Regions from separate parts of the Mustela erminea genome. Here region 2 is linked to region 1. Evidence: chromatin contacts called from public Hi-C data. All regions are on one chromosome and are shown on one strand. Each heading gives the region's core, a stretch centred on a gene start, on an enhancer-like site or on the middle of the called end of the contact. The rest is flanking DNA. Distances are from core to core; before and after follow the strand shown.

What was found. Hi-C and Micro-C count contacts between places; a contact is called where the count stands out from the background.
Region 2: a contact with region 1 is called in a Hi-C map of fibroblasts, with 4 times the contacts expected there. The contact joins the promoter of MAP4K5 here to the promoter of VCPKMT in region 1. A contact is called at or near these places in 2 of 3 Hi-C or Micro-C datasets (fibroblasts and spleen).

The regions. Positions count from the first base shown.
Region 1 is chr5:99,077,275-99,082,757 of mMusErm1.Pri, forward strand. VCPKMT (protein-lysine methyltransferase METTL21D) reads right to left here and starts at 3,037. Exons shown (of 8, transcript XR_004285976.1): 1 at 2,228-3,037; 2 at 2,026-2,136; 3 at 1,786-1,858; 4 at 657-776. SOS2 (son of sevenless homolog 2) reads right to left here. Exons shown (of 22, transcript XM_032344177.1): 22 at 3,134-4,859. The coding sequence ends at 4,350.
Region 2 is chr5:99,389,806-99,395,288 of mMusErm1.Pri, forward strand. It overlaps MAP4K5 (mitogen-activated protein kinase kinase kinase kinase 5), which reads right to left and starts at 2,197. Exons shown (of 33, transcript XM_032344182.1): 1 at 2,031-2,197; 2 at 708-924. The coding sequence starts at 815.

The sequences.
Region 1 (5,483 bases), core at 1,787-4,286:
CAGTCCTTTCAGTGGATAAATTGCAGGACTATGGAGATGTACCCTCAGAAGGAGTCACTTTTTAATGTGATGGATTTTTTGCCCATCAAAAGGGTGTGGATGACCACTGGGGGAAGATGGGTGAAAGATACATGGGGTTCTATGTAATACTTCTGCAACTTCCTATAAGTCTTTATTTCAAAATAAAAAGTGAAAAACAAAAACAAAAAACACCCCCAAAAGTAGATAGGACACCTTGGTTGAAAGCTTTTGTAAAAACACAGAGGTAAAAACATATCACATATGTTTCTCTGATGTACTTTCCAAAAGTACTACATACATCATTAATACATTCCCCAAAGCCAGTATCATGCTTAATAAAGAAGCATGGAAAACTTTCCCAGAAAAGACAAGGATGTCACCATTATTATTTTAGGTTGTGTTGTAGATACTAGATCAACTAATTAGAAAAGAAAAAGTAACAAAGGATTAGAAAAGATGCAAAAAGTTGGGGGAGAAGCTTAGTAGAATGGTGGGCAACAAAGGATACTCTCCTTGGATTCATACAAGTGGAATGTGTTCCCCACTCAAAATTACCTTAATATACTTGAACGTACAGTCACGAAAACCCTCGCTGAAGTCATGTAAAGCACTACAAAAACAGATCTAGTACTTACCTCAAAATATTTTTTCTCGATTTCTGGATTTTTTCCCATTGTTCGTTGCTCATAACAACATATAATACAAGTCTCAAATCCACTAAGATCTTTTAGAGTTTTCAACAACGGCTCCAAAGACTGTTCAAAACAGAATATCACTTTTACTTATGATTTTTAAAAATTTTAATATTTACTATAAAATGGGAATAGGGGAAATGGAGAGTAACTAGAACTCCCCTCCAATTTAGCCATCTTTGAGTCAATCAACAAAGTATAAGTGGTTAAAGCTCTGTAACTAATGACTGGTAACTCTTCACTAATCAACCACTGCATTGATTTCAGTTTCCAAAAGACTCAAATGACTGTATTTTGGAGTTCCCATGAGAAAACAAATGAAATGACCTCATCCTTAAAAAATTAATTTTAATCTATTTTAAGTTGGGATTTACCCACAAAAGTGAGTCTGACCCTAACTTGAATTTAAGTTAGTTCAATGTTCGTTATTTTAAAAACGCAATGCCCACAATATTATACAAACTGCCATTTAAAAAAATACCATTCTGGGGGCACCTGAGTGGCTCAGTGGGTTAAACCCTCTGCCTTCGGCTCAGGTCATGATCTCAGGGTCCTGGGATTGAGCCCTGAATCAGGCTCTCTGCCCAGCAGGGAGCCTGCTTCCCCTCTCTGTCTCAGCCTGCCTCTCTGCCTACTTGTGATCTGTATGTCAAATAAATAAATAAAATTTTTTTTAAAAAAGTACCATTCTGAATCAATCTTTCCACAGAACAATATATTCTTTACAATGCAACTTAATTCTCAATGTCATGGTTAACATGTTCACTAGGAAGAGCTTACCAAAAAACTTAAGCTTTTCATAACAGATCCAAATGGCAAAATCTTTAAAATAGTACATAAGTCTCTAGTAAAATGCACATAACACTTCTGTCAACATATTTTATAGGTCTATATGTTTATCACCAGTATATGTATATAGTTCTGGTAACCTTTATGTTCTTTATTGTGTCATCAACTACAGGACAAATATCTTGCATTCAGAGATGTTAAAATGTGAAGAAGCGTGCACTCTGGAATCCACAAATTATGGTATAAACTCTAAAGATAGACACTTCACTCACTGAATACTCACCTCTTCATAGTATATGCAGTCGGCCATCAGTATATAGTCTGGAGGAGAAGGAAAGTCTTCTATTTCTTCCCCCCTTAAAAATATCAACCAAAATATTTAACTGTTGCTTTAATAATTTAAAACACTGTTTTATAAACAAGTTCTGGAAAGTCCCCTTCGTATTAACTATGGTTGTAGTGAAATGCAATTTAAAGCAAAATAGAATCGTTATCTTAAAACAAGCTGAAAGGCCATACAAACCATTTCAGTACCTTGGCTTGAACAGAACCAGTGACAAGATGCTTGTTCATATTAATATTCATCTTCAGCAAGTCCTGCAATTCCTCAAGATCTGTGACCACAACATCAGCCCTATAAAATAACGTGAAGTGTAGGCACAAGCGTGGTAAACCAGCAATCCGGATTTCCCGAACAAAGCAGCCCCCCCTGTACCAGCTCTTACCCGAGGGTAGCAGCCATGAGCCCTACGGCCCCAGTGCCGGAGCCCAGCTCCAGCACGGACCGCCGGCTCAGAGCGTGGGCCCCATCCCCGGAAAACCCGGGGGTTTCTAGGTACTTAGAAAGGACAATGGCAGCGTCCCAAACAACGCAGCCCACGCCGCCGGAGCCATACTGCTGCAGTCGTAACACCGTGCCATCTCGCTTTTCCAAAACTCGAACAAAGTTCCGCAGTGGGTCCTCCGCGGACTCCAAAGAAGCCGCCATCGCTGCCGGGCAACAAGATGTGGCGCGTGCAGTGACGTCACAGCCACATGCACCGCCCCAAGACCGGCCTGAAGAGGGCCCGGCGCCTCCTAGTGGCGAAGTTGACACCATTGCGCATGCGCAAAAGTACAGGGCCGAGAAGGCAGCATTACCTGGGCGTGGTGGAGCACCAGGCCACACGCTTCTTGGTGTTGGTCAGGCTCACTCCTCTAAATTTAGCCTGGCTTTACAATCGGGCAGTTTACTTCACTCTTCCAAACAAAGCTAATATTGTCACCTCTTTAAAAAACAAAGGCAAACTCAAGACTGTTTTTACCTGGAGACCAATTTTACTCGGTAGTTACTGGCCTTAAATCCAGGCAGCTTCCAAGGTCCTACCAGGGAGGCTACAATCCTCTTTTATCAAGGGTTTCCTACCATGCTCCTAATTCTTCATCTGAATGCATAGAAATGGTTGCTGGAAGCTTGCTGATTGCATTTTAACAGTTAAGACAAAGTTATCCTAATAAAATTTATATCACTTAAATTCCTTGGGATTATATAAATTGCACAAATATTGAAAATAATGTGGTTGTATGTATTTACACAGAACTCAAGAATATCTCCACTTGTTCCTTATAATGAAAACACGTATTTAAAAGTCTTTTAAAAATTAAGACTGGGGTGATTTATTAATCTTGTTAAGAACTCTGATACAAAGCACAGTAAAAGGCCACAGACCAGTAAATAAACAAGGTGGCTTCTGGCTACTTTACAACTGCTGCTACAGCACTATCAGCAAAACACGCTTTTTCATCACTTTGAACCCAGGAGTCCAAATGGCAAATAAAACTTTTACTCACTTCTCTGAATAAAAAGTTTAATAAAGCTTTAAGTATGTTTGTTTGCTGATTTAAATGTTACCAATCTAAAAAAAAAAATTTTTTTTTTAATTTTAGTTTACATGAGATTTATAGAGAAAGTTGCTAGGTTTTGAGGGCAAGGCAGTTGGTTCCTAGGCCATAAGAAAGTTTCCTCTGAATTTCTGAATTAGTAAAGTAGCAGATTGTAGTACAGGCCTGGAGTCACTTAAATTTACATAGGCTATTAGCATTATTTTTAAATATACATTATAAACAAAACTGTACATACATGGCATATTAATTTTGTTTTCCAAAACAATAGGCAACTCATTAGAGCTAAAGACATCATAGTCTGCAAAAACAAAAGGCACATCTGAATGAGATACATGCCCTTTTTCCCTCTATGATTGGTTAGGTAGTCTGTATGCATTTTGACAAAATAATAAACATTTACAGTGCATTCTATTATTTTCATTCTATTTTCCGTTTTTTGTCTTCAGCAGCAAATTCTGGCATTTAAGACATGGCATTAAAGAGTTTAAGAACAGTGGGTGTTTTTCACAATTCTCCTAAATGTAAAAACTTGAAGATGGTCAAAGAGTTTTAAAAATCAGTAATACCATACACCCCCTATATTTGTGTAAATTCATTGCCTTAAAAAGGCATCTATTACCCAAATTTGAAAAATTCCACAAATGCACTATCCCCTTTCAGTGCAATCAATGTCACTTTAAACCGTATTTTAGCAGAGTCTACAGTGCAAATATAAATTCTTTATACTGGCCTTTTGGCAGCACTGAGGATCCAAGACAAGGCAATGCTACTGATCACCTGAGGATAATGATAAAGGACTTTTGTATTTTTATTTTTCCAATATTTAAAAGCTTATTTGATCAGTAGCATTTTTGTAAGAGCATTATTTGTAAAAAGTACTAAAATACTATGACCTTTTTGAATAAATTAAAAAAAACCCTTTACAAATACCATTCCAGTGTCAATGACTACATATGGCTAAGGTCATTGAGGAGTTTCCGCATTTTCTAGCAAAGGCAGTCTGTATGACGGAGGGTGCGAAAGCTCCCGTTTATAAGTCTTTGGTGGCAGTTTTGGTAGGTGAGGGCTTGAATTCTGCCTTGGTGGAACAGGAGGAGCTTGAGGATGAGCAAGGTTGTTGTGACTAGAACTGAGCATGTAGCATCGACGTGGTACTCTCGGAGAGGGTGTGCTGGGAGGAGTATTTGGCGAATTTGGACAGGTACTAACGTCTCTGAACCAGTCTGGATCTCTGTGAAGATGTCCTAGTGGAGGTGGCTGAAGATTAAACGGACAGTTTATGAAGTGTTCTGGAGGCCGAAGGGGAACTGGTGGAGGGGTATCAGGAAGAGGATCTCTTGGCGGTGGTGGAGGTGGACTATGCAGAGGTCCATCAAATGTACCAGTAGGAGCAGGAACTCTGGGTTTTACCTTTGGAGGAGGAGGCTGTCTTGGTGGAATAGCAGGGGGGTCATCATCAGATTTCGTATTTCCCTCAAAAAAAAAAAAAAAAAATTAACTCACACCTCCATTCTCCTGAAAAATCTGTTAAGCTTTAAAATACTGAAAAATTCTTGTTTAGTTATATCCAAGAGCTCAAAATAGGTTAATCTGATTTAATGATCAGATTCATGAGTAAAATACTCCCCATTTAATTTGGTGCCTAGTTTAATATTTTTATATATAAGATATTTTAATTGAAATCTTAGAACATAAAGCCTCAGGTTATCTTGCTTTATACTCCTTTCAAAAATTTACACACTTTAACTATAATAGGCAAGTGAGTGAAAGGAATACATAGCTTTGTACACATTAAAGGACATGATGTCAAGGGAACTCAATGTCCAGCTTCTGCTTTCTGGCCATCTACTTCAACTTTCCCCAGTGAGGCTTACTGTGGTGGTTCTCAAAGTGTGATCCAGGGAACAGCAGCATCAGTACTAGTAGGGAACTTGCTTAAAAAATGCAGATTCCTGGGTCCCACCCTAGACCTACTGAATGGGAACTCTACAATCTGGTTTTAACAAGCCTCCCAGGGAATTCTGATGCAGCCTAAAGTTTGCAAAGTACTGGTTTAAAGTTTGAAGAATGCTTTGAATACTAAAGTTTTTCCCCTTT
Region 2 (5,483 bases), core at 947-3,446, 310 kb after region 1:
TTCCCTTCCCCATTTATCTCAAATAATGCAAAAGAGCACAATTAAGAAGACAACAGCTCCTACCCCTTCTTGGTCATGGAATGTTCTAAATCCCTGAGAGTGGAACTGCTAAAGTAGGGCGGGGGGGGGGGGGGGGAATCAACCAAATACAAACGATGAAACATCTGCCAGGAAAAGCTGAATTCTCCACAGAATAATGTCCGTGCACACATCATTTTAATTGGTATTACACTGCTTACAATTAATGACAGACCTGGTTTCATAATGACTTTTAAATCAAGCTCATCCACTTAAGAATTTTTTCTTTAAATGCAAATGCCTAATGTCAATATTCTTCTCATCTACTGTCTTCCATGAAGCATTTTTCCATGCTAAGACTAGCACATCCTCATGTGCAACTCTAAAAGCAGATTCGAACTTCCCTCAATGCCACAAAAAAGACATAAAAAGCCTTTATACCACACACACTCAGTACCGCCGTGGTTTGCAAAGGTGTGGTTAGTTTTGCGTGTTGGTGGCGATCAGAGCAAGCAATGAACACAGGGTGCTCTGAGCTCAGTAAAAAAGGAACCCAGGCCGCTACATCCCCAAGATGCAACAATAAAGGCATCTTCCCCACGTCTCATACTCCGCCAGAAAGTGGCCCTATTCCCGAGAGCCAGCCGACCTCAGGAAAGGAGCCCGGCCCCGGGCCCGGCCTGCCTCACCTTGTAGACGTCCCCGTAGGTGCCGCTGCCGACCCTCTGGACGAGCTCGTAGTCCTGCTGCGGGTTCCGCCTCAGGATGTCCGCGGCAGGCCGCAGCGGGGCCTCCATCTTCGCTCAGGGCCCGGCCCCCGCCGGCTCAGCCCGCGGCGCCCCGATTCCCGCTAACGAGGACGAGCGGCGCCGCTTCCCAACATGGAGCCTCTGCCCGCAGCTCCGCCTGCACGAGGGACAAGCAACCACTACAACCCCGAGCGGCCCAGCCCCTTCCCTTCCGCCCCGCCGGGGGCCGCGGACAAGCGGGCCTAGGAGGGTCCCCCGCGCCCCGCAGTCGCGGCCCGGTCGCGGCCCTTCCCCCTCCTGGCCGCCCGCGAACAGCCCGGCCGGTCTCCCCGCCCGCCGGGAGCCGGGGGCCCGCTCGGTATCCGAGGGGGGCGGCCCCGCTCTTTGTTGAGCGCCGAGTCTGGGACCTACTTCCTCGCCGGCGCCCGCGTCCCGCTTTCCCGGCGCCCGCCGGCCACTCCAGGTCTCCGGGCCGCCGCCTCCCGCCGCACCGCACGTCCTCTCGCAGGCGGCGGAGGCGCGTACCGTCGCCGCCGCCGCCGCCGCCGCCGCCGCCGCACCACGTCCCCCACCCGGGGCTGCGTCACCGGGTGAAACGTTCCCGGCCAGCGTGGGTCGGCGCCCAGCGGCCCGCCCGAGCGCGCCGGCCGCGGGACCAGAGTGCCGCCCTGAGGCCTGGTCGGGACACGACACCCTCCCGGCCGCCAGGCCGCCGGGCCCCCCCGGCCGGGCGCGTCCTTTCGGGGCCCGGGCTGTGCTACCCGCGGAGATTACGGACGCCCGCGGGCATTCTTGAACCGACGGGCCTCCGCTAAACCGCCCCCAGCTGCGTCAGGTAAATCTGGAGGGTGACGGGTACAGGGACAAGGGTGGGCACGAGGGCAGCCTTTCCAGTTCAACACGGAAAAGGTACGCTGAGGGCACTGGGCCAGAAGTAACCTGGCCGTGGGGCGCCAGGGAAGGAGGTGGGGGAGTGCCGGGTGAACTAAGCCGCGGCACACCCTACTGCACCTTCCTGTTTTGCAAATCATTGCCAGTGGTACCAGTTTGAGGCTTCCCTGCACACCTGCACAACCTGTCTTCTGCCGAGTTTTTTCCACGACATTTCTGCAAGCCTGAATTCCCAGAAAGTCTCAGTGGCCTTTATCCCTGTTGGGCACCGCGCGGTGCCTCACCGCGGGGATTGCTCCTTGAATGAGACCGGGTGTTCTGCAGAAGCGAAAACAAAAGCAGAGACCGCAAAGGGATTCTGAATCTACTTACCTTCTCAGTATGTGATCTGGGACAAGACATCATATTTGGTGGTATCTCAGTATCGTTATCTGCAGCTTGAAGAGGATAAGGTTTTGCATCTGACATCCAAGAGAGTGTTTATAAGGCATTTTACAGGATTATAAAAAAGGTTGTCAAATGGAAGAGGTTATGCTTCACAGTGCCCAGAATATGGAACAGGAGTTCGAGGAAGTAATTTGGCTGGTGTTTCACAAGCTCTTTTGCAGTTTCGGGTCCAGCCCTGTTCTGAAAGTAGAAAGAAAGTTGCCAGATTTATGTATACTGGCAAAGGTATTTTTAGAGTTCAGTAGAGGCTTTGAACAGAAAAGCCAGAGAAACACTCAGCCAATGCATTTAGTAACTGAAAAATCACAGAAGAGCAGGTTGCAGATGGTGGGCTTGTGGTTTAGAACATCCAATTCAATTCTGTTCTTGGGCAATACACTCCTTGTTGGTGACCATTGTAATTAACTGTATAATGTAGAAATTAAATTTATACCTTAACAGGACAAGGAATATATGTATTTTCTTGTGCTTTGCGCACAAAGGGCACTTATTTAGGGAACATAAGTAAGCTCAGACTTACATGCTCTATGGACAAAGCCTATGTGTTTGCTGCATTGAAAAAATTGTTGAAGAACAGTTCCTTCTTTCAAAGCTTCTTGGCACTTGTTTTGGTGGGCACATACTTTTGGCTTCAATGACTCAAAATCTTTTCAAATGTTCTATTGGTATCCTAGTACTTGTTTACTGTCGTAGATTCTTTCTTTCTTCCTTTGACCCTATAAGCATTGATCCTTTCTCTAGTCTGAAATTTATTCTTACTTATTTATACTTGAGTTATTCCAGAGAATTTGAGGCAGCATACAGAAAATACATACTATACTACAAGGTAAAAGTAAATAAATGAAGAAATAGGTAGCTGCTAAATAGGTATGCTACTAAAGAGAGGGAAAATAGGATACCAGAACAATGCAAAAAAATTGGTCAAAGCAGAGGGTTTTATAGTGGTTTTGAGATCACAATGAAGCAATTGATCAAGCGAGCCACATCTTGTTCTGATACGAAGACTTTAGAAAAGTGTTTACCTCATGAGCCTGCATAAATTGGAAACTCTGAATTCCCGGTTTGAAACAAGGATAAATATCTGATAATCCTTCAAGGATGCTATTCTTGAAACACAGTGTTTGATATGAATCGGGCAATAAAAAGTCTGAGGTCATAGGCTTCAACAGCGGAGTGCAGCTGTTTTTATGTTGCCAGCAATGGCAGATCCATATGCTTTGACCATCAACCCGGACGTGGACAGCATGGAAAAAATTGAAATTCTACGTGGTACTTAAAAAAATGTGTCTGTTATAATCATTACTTGTACCACAATTGATGCAAACAGGAAAACATTTGCTTTATTCCAACTCCAAAAGAATCTTAAGGATTTAAAAATACTGGTTGAGTTCATTTAAACAAGATCAGTGAATTCATAGCTAGTGAGTTAAATATTACATGGTTGGCAGAGAAATTCAAGTTCAGTTTCCATAAAATAAACATATGGTACATAAATTTAATTTTACAGCCTAAACAATCAAGCACATAGTTTCAATAATAAAAAGAAATAATGTGGGGCACCTGGATGGCTCAGTCGGTTAAGCGTCTGCCTTTGGCTCAGGCCAGCATCTCAGGGTCCTGGAATGGAGTCCCAAGGGGGCTTTTTGCTCAGTGGGGAGTCTGCTTCTCCCTCTCCCTTTGTTCTTGCTCTCACTCTCTCTCTCCCAAATAAATAAATAAAAGCTTTTTAAAAATCTTTGAAAAATAATGTAATATAAAGAAAATAATAATTAAAAAATTGTAGCTCACAGGAGAGTTTCTTACAAACTACACAATATTATAACAAGGTATGGAATAAGAATAAATATAGCCTGATAGGCCCTTCATCCCAGCTTCAATATCATGTATTTTTTCTGTCTTTATGATACCTGACGTGTAAATATCTTCCAGATTTTATTCTTATCTATATAATGGCCTATAATGGTTCTTCGGTAAAATGCTAATTATAATCTGTGGTTTCTGGCTTCAACTTTATCCAGTACTGAAATAAACAAAAGCAAAAACGGGGACATAAAATTTTTTAACTTCTACCTGGTAAGGTTCACAAGTTACTAGCTAAGATAGAAAGACTAATTAAAACTCTTAAGTGTGACAGAACAGAGCATGAGGACAATAATTTTTGTGTATGAAACATATAGGCTTAACCTATATAATCTCCTGATGAACCTCCCAGCATCACCTAGTTGCAAAATGTTACTCTGGGTGATTGAGTTTATTGCTCCATGGATTTGTTAGATATAAATTAATTAAATCTTGGGAGACATCTGCCACAATTATGATTTAGATTTTCAAATAGTTCAGCTATTCTTTCTGTTACTAATTAGGGTCAGTTGTCTATTGATGAGCTGTGTTTTCAAAGTATAAAAGAATTCTATTTTGAATTCTGGACAGCAGTAGAACATGTATTTCATTCAGAATCAGTATCAGGTCATTATGATGAGAGTTTTAAAAAAAGAAGAATTGGGGGTCCCTGGCTAGTTCCGTCGATGGAGCTCGTGACATTTGATCTCAGGGTTGTAGGTTTGAGCCCCACTTGGGAATTACTTAAAAATGAAATCTTTTAAAAATATAGGAGTAAATAAGATTTTTTTTTAAAATAAAAAAAGAGTTGAGGAAGGCAATGAGCATTCCTTTTTTTATCCAGCTTGAAATGATCATCTGATATGTTAAAATGCTTTTTTTATTAACCTTGATTCCCAGGGTGGATTTTAGGTTTTTATGAAGACTGGTAGCAGGGTTCCCGTATTCGGTTCTCAACTTGGTTCTACCTGTGTATTCAGTAGCTAAGAAAGAATGTAAGTTATAAATAATCCTGTTGTTCCTTGTTGATTTCCTCACAGTATAATAACATTCAGAAGAGATGCTTCAAGTTTGCTTGCACGTCATATAAACTAGTTTTCCAAGAAGCCCTAATGTATAGAAGAGACTACCTTGCATGGTTGTGGCCCGATCCTACAGCTGTATCACTCTTATCTAACTAGCTCTCTTTTTCCTTGCCCCTTTAAGATGTGTATGATAAGGGCATCCCCCTGTTGCTAGTCTCATGGTGTTTCATTCTCCCTTATTGGTTCCTTTAACCCTGTCCTCATTTTTATAAATAGTCCTTTCATTAGATTCTCTTTCTGCACTCTATCTTTCTTGCCAGAACCCTGATTGATAATTACGGGAATTGGAAGAAGCCTCAGGAAAGAAACCCTTGCTTTGTGGGATGGTATTACTCACATAATCTGATGATTACATGCATCAATCTCTTGACACGGAAAATGAAACAATGACTCCACAATTACTGAAATAACCATTGGTAGTGGCAAGAGATGGAGTGCTGATGAAGGGCACAGC